2 separate regions of the Anser cygnoides genome follow, and region 1 is linked to region 2. Evidence: chromatin contacts called from public Hi-C data. All regions are on one chromosome and are shown on one strand. The core of a region is the stretch at or near the end of the contact, and the rest is flanking DNA. Distances in the headings are between cores, read along the strand shown.

The links. Hi-C and Micro-C count contacts between places; a contact is called where the count stands out from the background.
Region 1: a contact with region 2 is called in a Hi-C map of liver, with 1.9 times the contacts expected there. The contact joins the enhancer-like site here to the promoter of BOD1 in region 2. A contact is called at or near these places in 3 of 7 Hi-C or Micro-C datasets (granulosa cells and liver).

The regions. Positions count from the first base shown.
Region 1 is chr14:10,436,965-10,442,638 of Taihu_goose_T2T_genome, reverse strand. All of the region lies in intron 2 of LOC125184912 (a long non-coding RNA gene), which reads left to right. Among named protein-coding and RNA genes, the nearest start is that of STC2, 16 kb to the right of the region's middle. Within about 2 kb of position 2,273, at least 1 of the 3 cell types and tissues checked has open chromatin away from gene starts, as enhancers often do. A contact at or near this core is called in liver, where this site is marked.
Region 2 is chr14:10,309,450-10,315,560 of Taihu_goose_T2T_genome, reverse strand. BOD1 (biorientation of chromosomes in cell division 1) reads right to left here and starts at 1,877. Exons shown (of 4, transcript XM_048080451.2): 1 at 1,618-1,877; 2 at 558-682. The coding sequence starts at 1,851. It overlaps LOC125184928 (a long non-coding RNA gene), which reads right to left. Exons shown (of 4, transcript XR_010834962.1): 4 at 5,882-6,111.

The DNA of each region.
Region 1 (5,674 bases), core at 1,024-3,523, 130 kb before region 2:
GGAAAGCAGGCACCGCAGCTTTCCAAAGGGCGTACGGCTCAGACAGAGACCCGGCTACATTTACCTGATGTGAGCAGCAGCACACGTCCATGGATCCTGCGTGTTTCTGAAGTTCAAAGCCAGAAATAAAATAACGCGTCAGTGCCCCAGGGCCTCTTTATGGTAAGTTGTTGCCCTGTCTTTGGAAACTCTGGAGAAGGGCGCAAGCCAGAGCCAGCTGGGCTTGTTAAGCGTTGGGCCGATCCACCCACCCTTCTGCTGGCTGCTTGCGCAGTTCCTGACTAGCAACGTGAAGATATTGGCAAATGCTGCCACGGCTTTTTTTTTTTCCACCGTGGATGAGTTTTGGCAACTGCTTCTTGAGTCCAGAGACAGCATGGTTGTCCTTCGTGGTCTTTGTTTTGGTGGCAAGTCCACCCTGATAAAAAAATTGTAGTCCCTGCTTTGCATTTCCCTGCTTCTGATACCTTTCTTTCTGTTAGCCTTACAAATACTGCTCTGTAGCAAGAATAAAACTTGATTTCTTCCCTCTCTGGACTTTGAAAGAGTCTGAATGGAAGAACAAGCTTAGCAGCAGGGCTGCATTTAGCTGAGATGGAGACGGCCTTTCTCCAACTCTTTGTGTCTTCCTTCTCTCTTGCTTTTCTGTGATTTATGGGTACAGTCGCTGTTGTTAGAGATCTGTTGGGCTGCATGTAGAGAGGTGAAGAGATACTGAAATTAAGCTAATGGCTCTGGGTCATAACTGGATGAGAAAACCTGCACTGGCAGAGAACTGGCAGCCCATTGACCACCTTATAAAGATGCCCTTCAGGACAAATGCAGAGATCGTTGTTAGTGCTTTCTCTCTCTCTGTTTTTGCCCCTGATTTGCTCCATTTGCAGACAGTACTCAGTGGCAATCAGCATGGCCCTGGGAGTCAGAACGGATATTTCTAAGTCTTTCCTTCTCCTTTTCCCCTGATCTGGTTGGACTCCAAGTCCCTTTTTGCCATTTTCATATGAACTCACAGCTATGGATTGCAGTCTTGGTTGGGGTCTGTTGTAGCCTTTCTGCCAGTAGCAGCATTTTAGCTGACTGCATGCCCTGTAGCTGTAACCTGTGAGATGGTGATACCACTGTCACAGCTCCTGCTGGCTCTGTGTGCCGCCAGATTGCTCAGTACCGTATATCCAGCTTGAACATGTGAACATATTTATATTTTGGTCAGCTGGAGCACACAGGTTGAACCAGCTTTATGCTTCTGCAGTGACTGTGGTTGCTTGTGAGACGGCGATCGGGATGATTTCTGCCAATACGAGCCAACATGTTGGGGGCACCAGCCCACATTTTGTGGTGTAGCCAGTGCCACGTGAGGGTCCCTGATACCGGACCCGCTGTGTTTCTGCTGGAGAAGTAAGCTGTGTTTGCAGGTGTGTGAGTGTCACTGAGTGTAATAAAGCCGGGGTTGTGTAAGAGTTACTACAGGTGTCCAACGGTGCAACTACACCTGCGGCACTGCGCTCGCAGCCGGGCATAGCCTCGAGTGCAGCCCCCGCTGGCAAGGGCACGGGGCTCGTAGTCCCTCGCTTCCTGCTGATGTCCTCCAAAGCAAACCCGCAGTCGGAGTAACTGGTTTCTAACGGCTCGATGGGTGTTACGGCTCCTGGAGTGTTTTAAGTTAACTCATTGTCTTGTCCTCAGGAGAACTGCAAAGATGTGAAAATACTCATGGCTTTCTTTCAAAGCCAAGGATGGGCGTTGCCCTGGGTTTCTTTATCCTAGGGAGCTTTGAGTTACTGTTACAGCCTCTGCCCTCTCCGTCCTGCCTCTGCCTTGCCCTGGTAGAAAATGTGGTTCTACAATTACCTGCCCACCCACCCTTAGTCCAGACAGAAGAAAACATAGGTGAGTCGCCAGAGGAATGCGAATCCAATAAATTGCGACACTTGTGTGTTTATCTGACCTTCACTGTTTACAAATTTGGCTGGCAGTCTCATGAAAGAGGATCTGCCCAACGTATTGGTCAATTGGACCTTAATGCTCTTCTTGTTTCTGGTCAGCCTGGCAATACTGTAAGAACAGTTTGTTCTAAGCAAGCTCCTGAATGAGTTTGTGTGCTTAAATGGCATCACCGCACATTCTCAGTGCTGTCGCCTGGTCTTTTTTTACTCCACCCTTCCAAGCTTTTGACTTCGAAGTCATGGCTCAGAATAATTGCTGTATTTACTCAAATTAAATGGTCACATCCTGCTACCGTCTTCACTGGGAGGGTACAGTTGTTCTTTTCTCCTCTGGAGAGAGGCCTGACCACTTTTCCAGGACGTATCAGTGCTGTGCTGCTTTACTGTGGGATCAGCAGCAGGAAAGGGAGAGGGCGCCTTTACTTCTGTAGGACGGCCAGAATTACAGCAATATGGTGTGTAATGTCATGAAGCCCAGCAAACTTTATTTCAGGTTTTTAAAAGCAGCATTTAAGTCTTATCTTTGTGAAGTTTAAAATGTCTAAAACAATTCTCTGTTGAAGGACGCTGTGGATCGCCTGCTCTCCACAGTTTGCAAATTGTCTGCGCTTCGAGAGCGCTGCAAAAAAACCCACCCATGCCTCAGATTCAGACATTTCTGAATGTGGGATGTTTGAGAACAGATTATTTTCAGCCTCGTCTATTTTCTGACTCTATTAAGATCCTCCCTGATAAGCCTATGCAGTCAGGAAAGCTCCAGTGATTCCCAGCTCCAGCAGGAGCCTAATCCTAACGTATTGCTGTTATCAATAGGATATTTTACCAGAGGCTTTGGTGAAACCAAGAATAGGCCTTTAATTATTATCCAAGACTCATTCCCCAGTCCTGGCTTGTCGGCTGTGGCCAGCTTTCACTAGTCCATGTAATGCAGATAGCCACAAAGTACATCTCCTCCTCCAGGAATCTGCAGAGTCAGCGGCTGCTGCCTCGGGCTGCCCGGACCCTCGGGAGCCCTTTCTTGCTGCAGAGCGGCTTCAGCTTCCTCGGGCATCCTCTGCGCCCTCCAAAGCGTCTCGGTTGTTTTGACTCCCCGTTTTTGTACAGGACACCGTGCTTTTAATGGGCCTTCGCAGGCTCGTTGCTTTCCTGCTGGCACGGCCCCACACGTGAGGCTTCTTCATGGCCTCAGGTGCCTGAGGAGAGGTGGTCTGGCTGGTGGTCTGCTGCTGCCGCCAGAGCCCCTTTTGGGCCGTGACCCTCTCCTGTGATACATTGACCCGTAGCCCTGAGGCTGGGACTAGCCGACAGCCAGGAGTCATTATAAAGAATAAAAACTATTTCAAAGAATGCCTCAAACTTGTGCATCGCGCCCCTCTGCAGGCGGATTTCGTAGTGACTTGGTTTCGTGTCAGCTTAACAAAACGCTGAATGTGCATAATTCCTTTTCATTTTGTCTTAAAATAGGACATCTAAATCAGGCTCTCCGTAGGCCTTTCCCAGTCTCTCCTGGCTGTCAGCTTTCACTGAGCTTCCCCACACCTCCCACCGCATTTTTCTGCGGGGTAGGAAGAGACTGAAATGTAAGTGGGATTATGCCTGGGTGACAAATGCAGCCCGATGTGATTGCGGGACGGAGAAAAGCAGATACAAAGAGAGCCAAATCTGGGAAATGGAAGTGGGCTTTACAGAGGGGATTACGTGCCACAATGCCTCAGATAGCAGCGCGTGGATCCTGCTCCGTGTTAAAAAGCAGCCTGGTTTTAGCCTTCCCATTCGCACAACGCTCTCTGCCATTTCTAATGACAGCGGGGAGAGCTGGGACTGGCTGTGCCACAGGGGCATTTTGTTCCTGCAGCGCGTGAGCTGCCCTGGGCTCGATTTCAGCCCTGTTGCGGTGCCCGTTGCGGAATCGTGCTCCAGACACGCCGCCATCAGCGCCACCGGTCCGGGGCGTGCTGCAGCGGCACTGCCCAGGGCTCTGCTGGCCAGCAGAGGAGGAATACCCTTAAAAAACCCTAAATCCCTATCAGTGCGGAGCGTCTCCCGGCAGCCTCTCCAAAGATGACTCCTTATTTTAAAAGAATTTCTAAATAAACTCCAAGCCGCATTTTATAAGAGAGGATGGTATTTGCAGAAAAGGTCAAGAATATAACAGTCAGCATCCTCGGAGATAGGAATTCTCAGCCCCTGCAGCTTCCCATAATTTGTCATGGCTTTAAACCCTCAAGTCCCCATTTTACATTCCCAATCAAGACAGACATGAGGTTTTGATTTCCAAATGAAACGCTCCGCTGGCTGGGACGTTTTTCCCTAAAGAAGATGTACAGAAACAAAAATTGTTAGGATTTCACTAATTATATGTTTACGCTCAGTCCCGACCCTGAGCCAGGACCCATTAGTGCTGGAACCGTGGGGGCAGCCCCGGGGGGGACCCTGCGAGGCGCTCGCGGCGCTGCGGCCCCTGGGGATGGCCAGCTGCACCTCCACCCCCGTGCCACCTCTCCGCAGTGTAACCTTCTTGTTGGGTTTTGGGCAGCCGTAATGTGGGTGACCCTTGTGGGTCGGGGTGCTGCAGGCTGCCCATGTTGCTCGAAGGCTCGCGCTCTGCTGGGTTTCTCACCGGGGAGAGCGTGCAGCGGTTTCTGCCGCTAGCAGGTGTGAGAGAAGCCTTTCCTCTGCGAGTCTGCGGGGAGAGCATGGAAACGCGAACACCGCAGCGAAAACTGAGTGGGATTTGTGTTTCTGGTGAGGTGTCGGGAAATAGCTTTTAAAATGCGCTGGTGAGAGGCTTCCCAGCGAGCATTAACTGTTCCCTCGCCTGGAAGGATGGCTGCAGTGAATGCACCTGGCGAGGTGCAGCAGGAGCTGTGCTGCTGCTGCTGCCACGCTCCGGGCATCCCCGGGTGTGGGCTCGGTGAGCAGAACCACGGGCAGTGCCTGGGAACCAGGGAGGGCTGCCCCGAAACCCTCACGGCGGCTTCGGCTCAGCTCGCGGCGTGGGCTGCCATCTGTAAGTTGCCATATATACATTTGTAAATGTTTTGGTATGCTTGAGCAAGCCAGTATCTGGAATTAATTTTGTTCTTTTGGGAGACTAGACAGGGAGCCCGTTGGAGGAGAAATCCAAATGGACCAAAAGGATGCATTTTGGTGGGATTTGTTCAGTTGGAAGAGACCTTTGTATGGATGTGCTTTTGCAATTTGAATGGCCTTGATTTGTTTTTTCTTACTTCACTTGTGAAGTGACTCAGAGCAAATTGAACTAAACTCACTCCAGTCGTGAAGCAGATCTGTATGCTGATATTAAATGTTTTATACACTCCTCGGGGTTGTGCAATGCAGCATCCCTGCTGTGCCGTCCGTGCTGGGGCTTCTTTTCCCCTCTGTGCTCCGTGCTTATGTCAGCACTCTGTTACTGCGCTCCTTTGTAAGATGCGACGCCCTGAGGGAAGGTGAGGGTCACTTCTCCATCACTGACGTGTAGCCGCTCTTTGAGCAGAGTGCAGTCTCGCCACTTCACACGTCAGGAGATGAAAAATTACTTTTCTGGCTGAAATTGCAGGGAGGATGGTAGAGAGCAGAATGCACTTACCTTCGTGGCATCCCAGCCAAGGGGTGGGCCAGCTCCTGCAGGAAATGCAGTGGGATCTTTAATGCCGGTGAGTGGCCCAGCACCAGCACAAGCTGGTTCATGGTCTCAATCCGACCAGTTTGGCCCAAGATCATACCCC
Region 2 (6,111 bases), core at 628-3,127:
GGTGCTAAACCTAGATCTCTAAGCAGTGAAGTTCAATCTGGCTTTCCTGCTGTGCTGGAAGTACATCTTAAATAGCTGTTAAGAAGCTATCCTCTGCTGCATGAAATCAGGCTAGCCCCGTTTCATTACTGCCTGCTAGTGGCTGGAGTCTACTTAAACAAGCTTTGGAATCTTAAAGAGTTTTTCTTTAAGTGACACCGGCTCTCCTCCTTTCAGAAAAGGAAGACCAAGGTTATTCAGCTCAGCATTTCAGGTACAGTTTTACTGAGTGGGCAGTATTGGGCATTTGCAGCAATAACCTGGCTAGCTAGCAAATGTGAGTACCTCACCATGCTACCCAATTCATGAAAACTACAAATTTCAGGTAAAGCAGTAACATAAGCCTTTCCATGAGAGTATGACTGCATACGCTCTTATAATGAAACTCAAGAGACCGCAACAGAAGGCGCTGTGAGAAACTTAATGCTGCGAATTCTTATTTGACTTAGGTAGTGAGATGGTTATACATTACTTATCAAATAGCATTACCATTGGTTTGCAGACCGGTGCTTACTTACTGAATCACACTCTGTCTGAGCCCATTTCGTAACTGGTTTTTGTTCATTGTTGGATTCCATTCCTGTTTGTCCAGGTGGGTCGATACAAAGTTGTCCACCTTCTGCCTCAAATTTTGATAGGCTGGCTAAACAACAGCAACAAAAAAAATCCAGTTAAACTGCTAAAAGATCCCCAACACCCTGCCAGAATCCTGCATAGTACTTCTTTTGTTGTGTACACTACTGTTTTGTTGTCTGTATTCCCCATCCCTTCACTTTCTAAACAAAGGCAAGCTTGTTTTACTTAACAACACAACTGGTAATTGCAAAGAGCAGCCTGTCAGCATACTGTTACAATAACTGAAATAGCAGGAGAGATTTGCTTAAAACTTGTTGTCTGTTCATAATTTTACTTAGTGAAATACAAACTGCCTGTGCAGACAGGAGTTGTTCATACAGAGCTGTTCTCGTCTGGAAACCGTCTATCAGAGAATTCCTAGGAAACTCAGTAATTAGCGAGTGCTTCTGTCACCAGAGAAAGTTATTTGCTTCTGTGACACTAACATTAAAGCTAGAAATTTGAAGGGTTTTGTAGGTGGAAATTTAGATTAATTCCCGTTTACTGGAAATAAAAAAAAACTATACAGTACATACGGCCACTGAGATTATGGTACCATAAAAGGAGTGGCACCACCCAGGAGCATGGCAGCACTTAAACTTCACATTTGGTATGAATACGGGGTGATGAATTAAAGTGTCGGTAACAGAGGTGCAGTGCCCATCAGGACAGCAAGACCAAAGGCCGGGTACCTCTGCCCTGGCCGTGGTGCTGTGGCTGCCCTGGGCAGCCCTCCTGGCACCCCCGACAGCTTCAGGAACAGCCGTAGGCTCCCACTGCGGCTTCCAGCACAGGCCTCGTGCTGAAACCTTACAAGTTTAGGCAGGCGAAACGCCGCCCTGACAGGGCAGCCGATGCCTTAGGAACTTGTGACTGAGAAAAAGGCCCGGGGAGCCCCGCAGCGCCCAGAGCGGCCCGAGGAGAGGGCCGGGGCCGGGCCGGGCCGGGCCGGGCAGGTCGCACCTTGGTGTCCACGTCGGCCAGGCAGTCCCTGCGGAAGCCGTCGAAGAGGCCGCGGCTCTTGAGCTGCTCCACGATGATGGCGATGAGCTGCGCGTCCCCGGGCGGCAGCGAGGCCGGGTCGGCGGCCCCGGGCCCCGATGCGGAGGCCGAGCCCCCGGCCGCCCCGCCGCCGCCCGCCGCCCCTCCGCCCGCCCCGCCCGGGGCGGCCCCGCCGCCGCTGCCGCTCTCCGACATGGCCGGCGGCCGCCACCCGCTCGCCCCAAGCCGTCGCCGGCGGCGCGCCGCGCGTCGCGTAGCCCCGGCGCGTTGCATCTCGGGGGAGCGAGTCCTCCGCTTGAGGCGCCCTTATAGCCGGCGAGGAGCTGTGAAGATCGGCAGAACTACGACTCCCAGGGTGCATCGCGGCGGGACGGCGGAGGGGAGGGGAGGGGGCTTTCGCGGTGCAGCTTGGGAGTTGTAGTTCGCTGGGGGGGGCTGAGGTGGGCCTTGCCAGGCCCTCGGGGGGCTGCCGCAGCCCCGGGGCGGTACGGGGCGGGCGGTGCTGTGCCCCCCCGGAACGCAGACGTGGGGAGTAGCCGTCCCGTCCTGGTCATGCCCTGGGACCCCCGGGGGTGTTCCCCGCTTTGTGACTTGGGAGTGGTTTTCAGTGGGATGGTGAGGACGGCACTGGTGTGATCTGAGAACAAATCGATTTTCCTGGGATTTCGTTCATTACATCATTAACAAAAGGAAGGGTGGTCCTCAAACCAGTCCTCTTAGAGCCAATCAACCCGCGTTACAGGTGCTTTTCCTGTTGTGTGGCCTTAGACACACTCTTAGACACTGCTCTGACTGCGAGCTCTGGGGTACAAATTACATACATTAGTTTAATTTCCCAGTCACGGTGTAGGGAAGGATTTAACACAGCAGGATGTGCCAGCTGCAGGAAGACCCTGCATGAGAGCAGTAATGCAAAGACACACCCTGTAGGTGCGTCCTCGCCTCTCTGTACGCTGCTGACTGCGTACCAAGATGGCAGCGTTCTGCATGCGCTGTCCTTCTCTGCCTGATTAAAATTCAGCAGCCCTGACAAGCAGCATAAGCTGTCCCTTTCCATCTGGCACCTCTGAGGAGAGAAGAGGGGAAAAAACCTGGTAGTGTTTACAGAGCCCGAGCTTTACTCTGACAAAAGCATCTCGTGCAAATGCTGCATTTCGTGAAGATGCACGGGCACTGTTCTGCGAGAGCAGAAGAGCAGTCCCTCCGCCCGGGTGCCCCGTCCCTGTCCCTGGTCAACTCTCTCCAAGATGGGTATAAGCCCCCTCGGCCCACCCAGCAGTCCCGCTGGCCAGCTGCCCGCTGCCATTTCTCCCCGCCGCTTGTGAGCAGCTCGCGGGTGTGCTGGCTTTCACGTGGAGGCAAGGCCGGCTGGGATGGTTTTAGCTGCATGGCCGTAGTGCCCGGCCCGGGGGGTCCCCACAGGTGGGTTGTCGCGTTCAAGCCCCGCAGTGGTGCAACAAGAGGCCCCTGCATTTCTCTTTAGTTTCGCTCTGCACAGGCAAGGAGCAAAGGGAAGGCTCGGGGGTCGCCTTGTGGCTTCTTCCACCAGCAAATCGCTTTTTTTTTTTTTTTTTAAATTAATTGATTTTTGAGACGAGGATCTGCTGTCAGCCCGCTCCTCGGTCCCACGCGTTGCTTCTCGGGCGCGGCTGGAGGCGGCTGCCCCGGCAGAGGGCACCCCGTCCCCTCCTCAGCCCAGGCCCGTCCTCTCCTCTGTCCCATCCCGTCCTTTCCTCAGCCCCATCCCGTCCCCTCCTCTGTCCCCTGCCGTCCCCTCCGCACCCAGCCGGGGCCGGGCTCCAGCAGGGAGCGGGCGGCAGCAGCCCGAGGCCGCCTCTCCCTGCCCGCACCCACCGCGGGGAGGGCCGGGCCGGGCCGGGAGAAATCCAGCCCGGGCTTCATTCCCTGGGGGCTCCCGCAAGCCGACATCCCTCCCAATTAACAAATGACTCCTCGGCACGGCACGGGCAGGTGGTTTTTGGGGTGTGCGGAAAGGGGAAACCTGGTAGGTAGCAGGGCGAGTGAGGATTCGTCGTGTTTTTTACAGGTTGGCTGGCTGCGTGACCCAGCTCAAGCAGTGTTTTAGAAAGGGGTTGGGGATCTGTAGCACAAGAAAAGCCCAGCATTTCACCTCATCTGTTGGGATATTTTTGCTCGTCATCATAGCCTGTTAAACCCCAGTGTGTGACATAAAGCAGGCCGGCCCCCAAGGGGGAGAATTCTGGACCTGTCCGTGCGTCAAACCTAGTGCAAAATTTGTGCTGTCTGTGAACTCTTCCCCTTCTGTATCCCTGCCCTCAAGGAAAGATCCAGGCGGTTTGCACAGTTAGGTTAGTAGGAGGCTCGGGAAGGGCGAAATCTTACCTGTTTTCTGCTGGTTTTGAAGACCCAGTTCTTGTGATGTAATACGTGTGTAGGGTGTTTACAGCAAAGCTGTAAGCCTGAGGAGGAAAGTTTATTTCAGGAGAAATACCTATAAAAAAAAATATTTAGAAAGCTATTTGATCAAAATCAAATCAATGATATTTAGTGTATTTTCCTGTGTTACAAGCCCCCTGAAACCCATTCCTTTGCTTGACCAGGGGAGATAAAAATTCTTAATCGTGGTTTAAATTGGTAAAGTACCACCCTTCCAGAGTCGCGCGTTCTGTCACAGAAGCTCAGCTCTTTTTGTCGGTGGTTGCCACCACTGCCTCCCTCCAGGTTTCCTCTGTTCACAGCCCCCACTCTCCACCCACCCCCTGCTGCTATCGCAGGAGCAGCAAACCAGCTCCTGTTTTCTTGGAAATTCTGATATCATGGGGAAAAAGTTCCCCTCGGCTCCAGCTGCCTACAAAAAGTCATGGACATGAACGTTCATGGTGAACGTTGTAAACCCTGTTTTATACTGCACTGCTGGTTTTGCATGATTGCTAACATTTCTTCCTTAGATGATGCGTGTAGCTTTTTCCTACGGCATGATTTGAAGCACAAGCCCCTGCCCATGAGGGTTTGGGGTGGGGGCAATCAGTGTGGCTGGCAAAGGGGAAGGCTCCCTTTCCTCTCTGAGGTCTTCTAGCTCCTGTGTCAGTGTTAAGTGATGCAGACTGGATGGAGGAGACACAGTTGGCACTTTTCTCTTCCTTCTGACAACCTCCAGCCACAAAACTAAAAGCCAGTTACTGAGTCTAGCTTCTAACAGCTTTGGCCATACCAATGATCAGAAAAATGTGGAGCTGCAGAGCCCCACTGCAGGGGCGGGGGGCGAAGCTTCGTACGCACGCATGGGCTCCCTCACACATGTCTGGGCTGCTAGTGACAAAATTACTGAACTCTGCTTCGACTGAAAACTTGTAGTGTTTTAGCATCAGTTCTGGTTCTCTTGAAAAACTGGAGCATTGAACTGGGAGCATGATTTTCCCATTGCCTGTGTGTTTTGGGTTTGGGAATAGCATAAGGAGATAGCAAAAGAAAGTCTGTGTTAACCCCAAAGGGAGATCAGACAGAGCTCAGCAGGTATGCAGGCAGTCCCTTCTCTGCATGGAATTCTTCCCCTGTAAATCCAACCACTTTATAAATAAATAAATATTTCCTTTCTAATTTCCATGTAGGAAAAGCCCCCTAGGAATCTTGCCATGCTATCAAAAAGCGTTTCAGGCTGAAGTTGCTCATTGACTTTTGTTGTCCCAGCCTAGCTCGCAAAATGGGCACCTGACGGATGTGTATTTTCTGCCATGGAAAGCAGCATCAGTGCCAGGTTTCATCACCACCACCACCTTCAGTTCCTCTGTAGGAAGGGCTTTCTGGGTTGGACATGGGGTCGCAGGAGGAGGAGAAGACCATGTGTCCCTGTGATGTGCTGCTGGAGGCAGAGCTGGTACTGAGACAGCCTTACCCTGTGCAATGCAAAAACCAGCTGCTCCCGAGCAGGAGCTGTGGAAGCTGCCTCCCTCCCTCCCTGCACTGGGACCTCCAGCAGTACAGACCCAAATCTGCTTTGCTGTTCTGAGCAGGTGAGCGTTTTCCCTGGTGTGTTTGCAACCTAGATATTGCCCTGATATGGCTGTGCACGAGAACTTTAAAGTACGTTTTAGCACAAGCTGGCTAGGAACAAAGGTGAATCTGGCAGCAGTGTCAATGAGACGAAATTTACTCTTCCCTGTTAGCAGAATGCAAGCAATGCCCGCCTGGTTTGCCTGAGATAGAGAAAATGCACGTGTGGCAGCGCGGTCCTTTTAGTGTCCAAAGCTCCGGGTTGGCTGTTTGGTCTTTGCCTCAGACCTTGAAGCAGTTAACGCAGCACTCGCCGCGTGGTGGATGGGCTGGGGTCAGTGCTGCAGCGAGCTTGCTTTGGCAGCCGCAGGAAGCGCCAGAGTTTTTAGATCCTGCGGATTTACAGAACGAACAGCTTGGCTGCACAGGTGGCAAATTATTGAAAGAGTTGAGAAGTCAAAGGAATGTTCACCAGCCCATAAT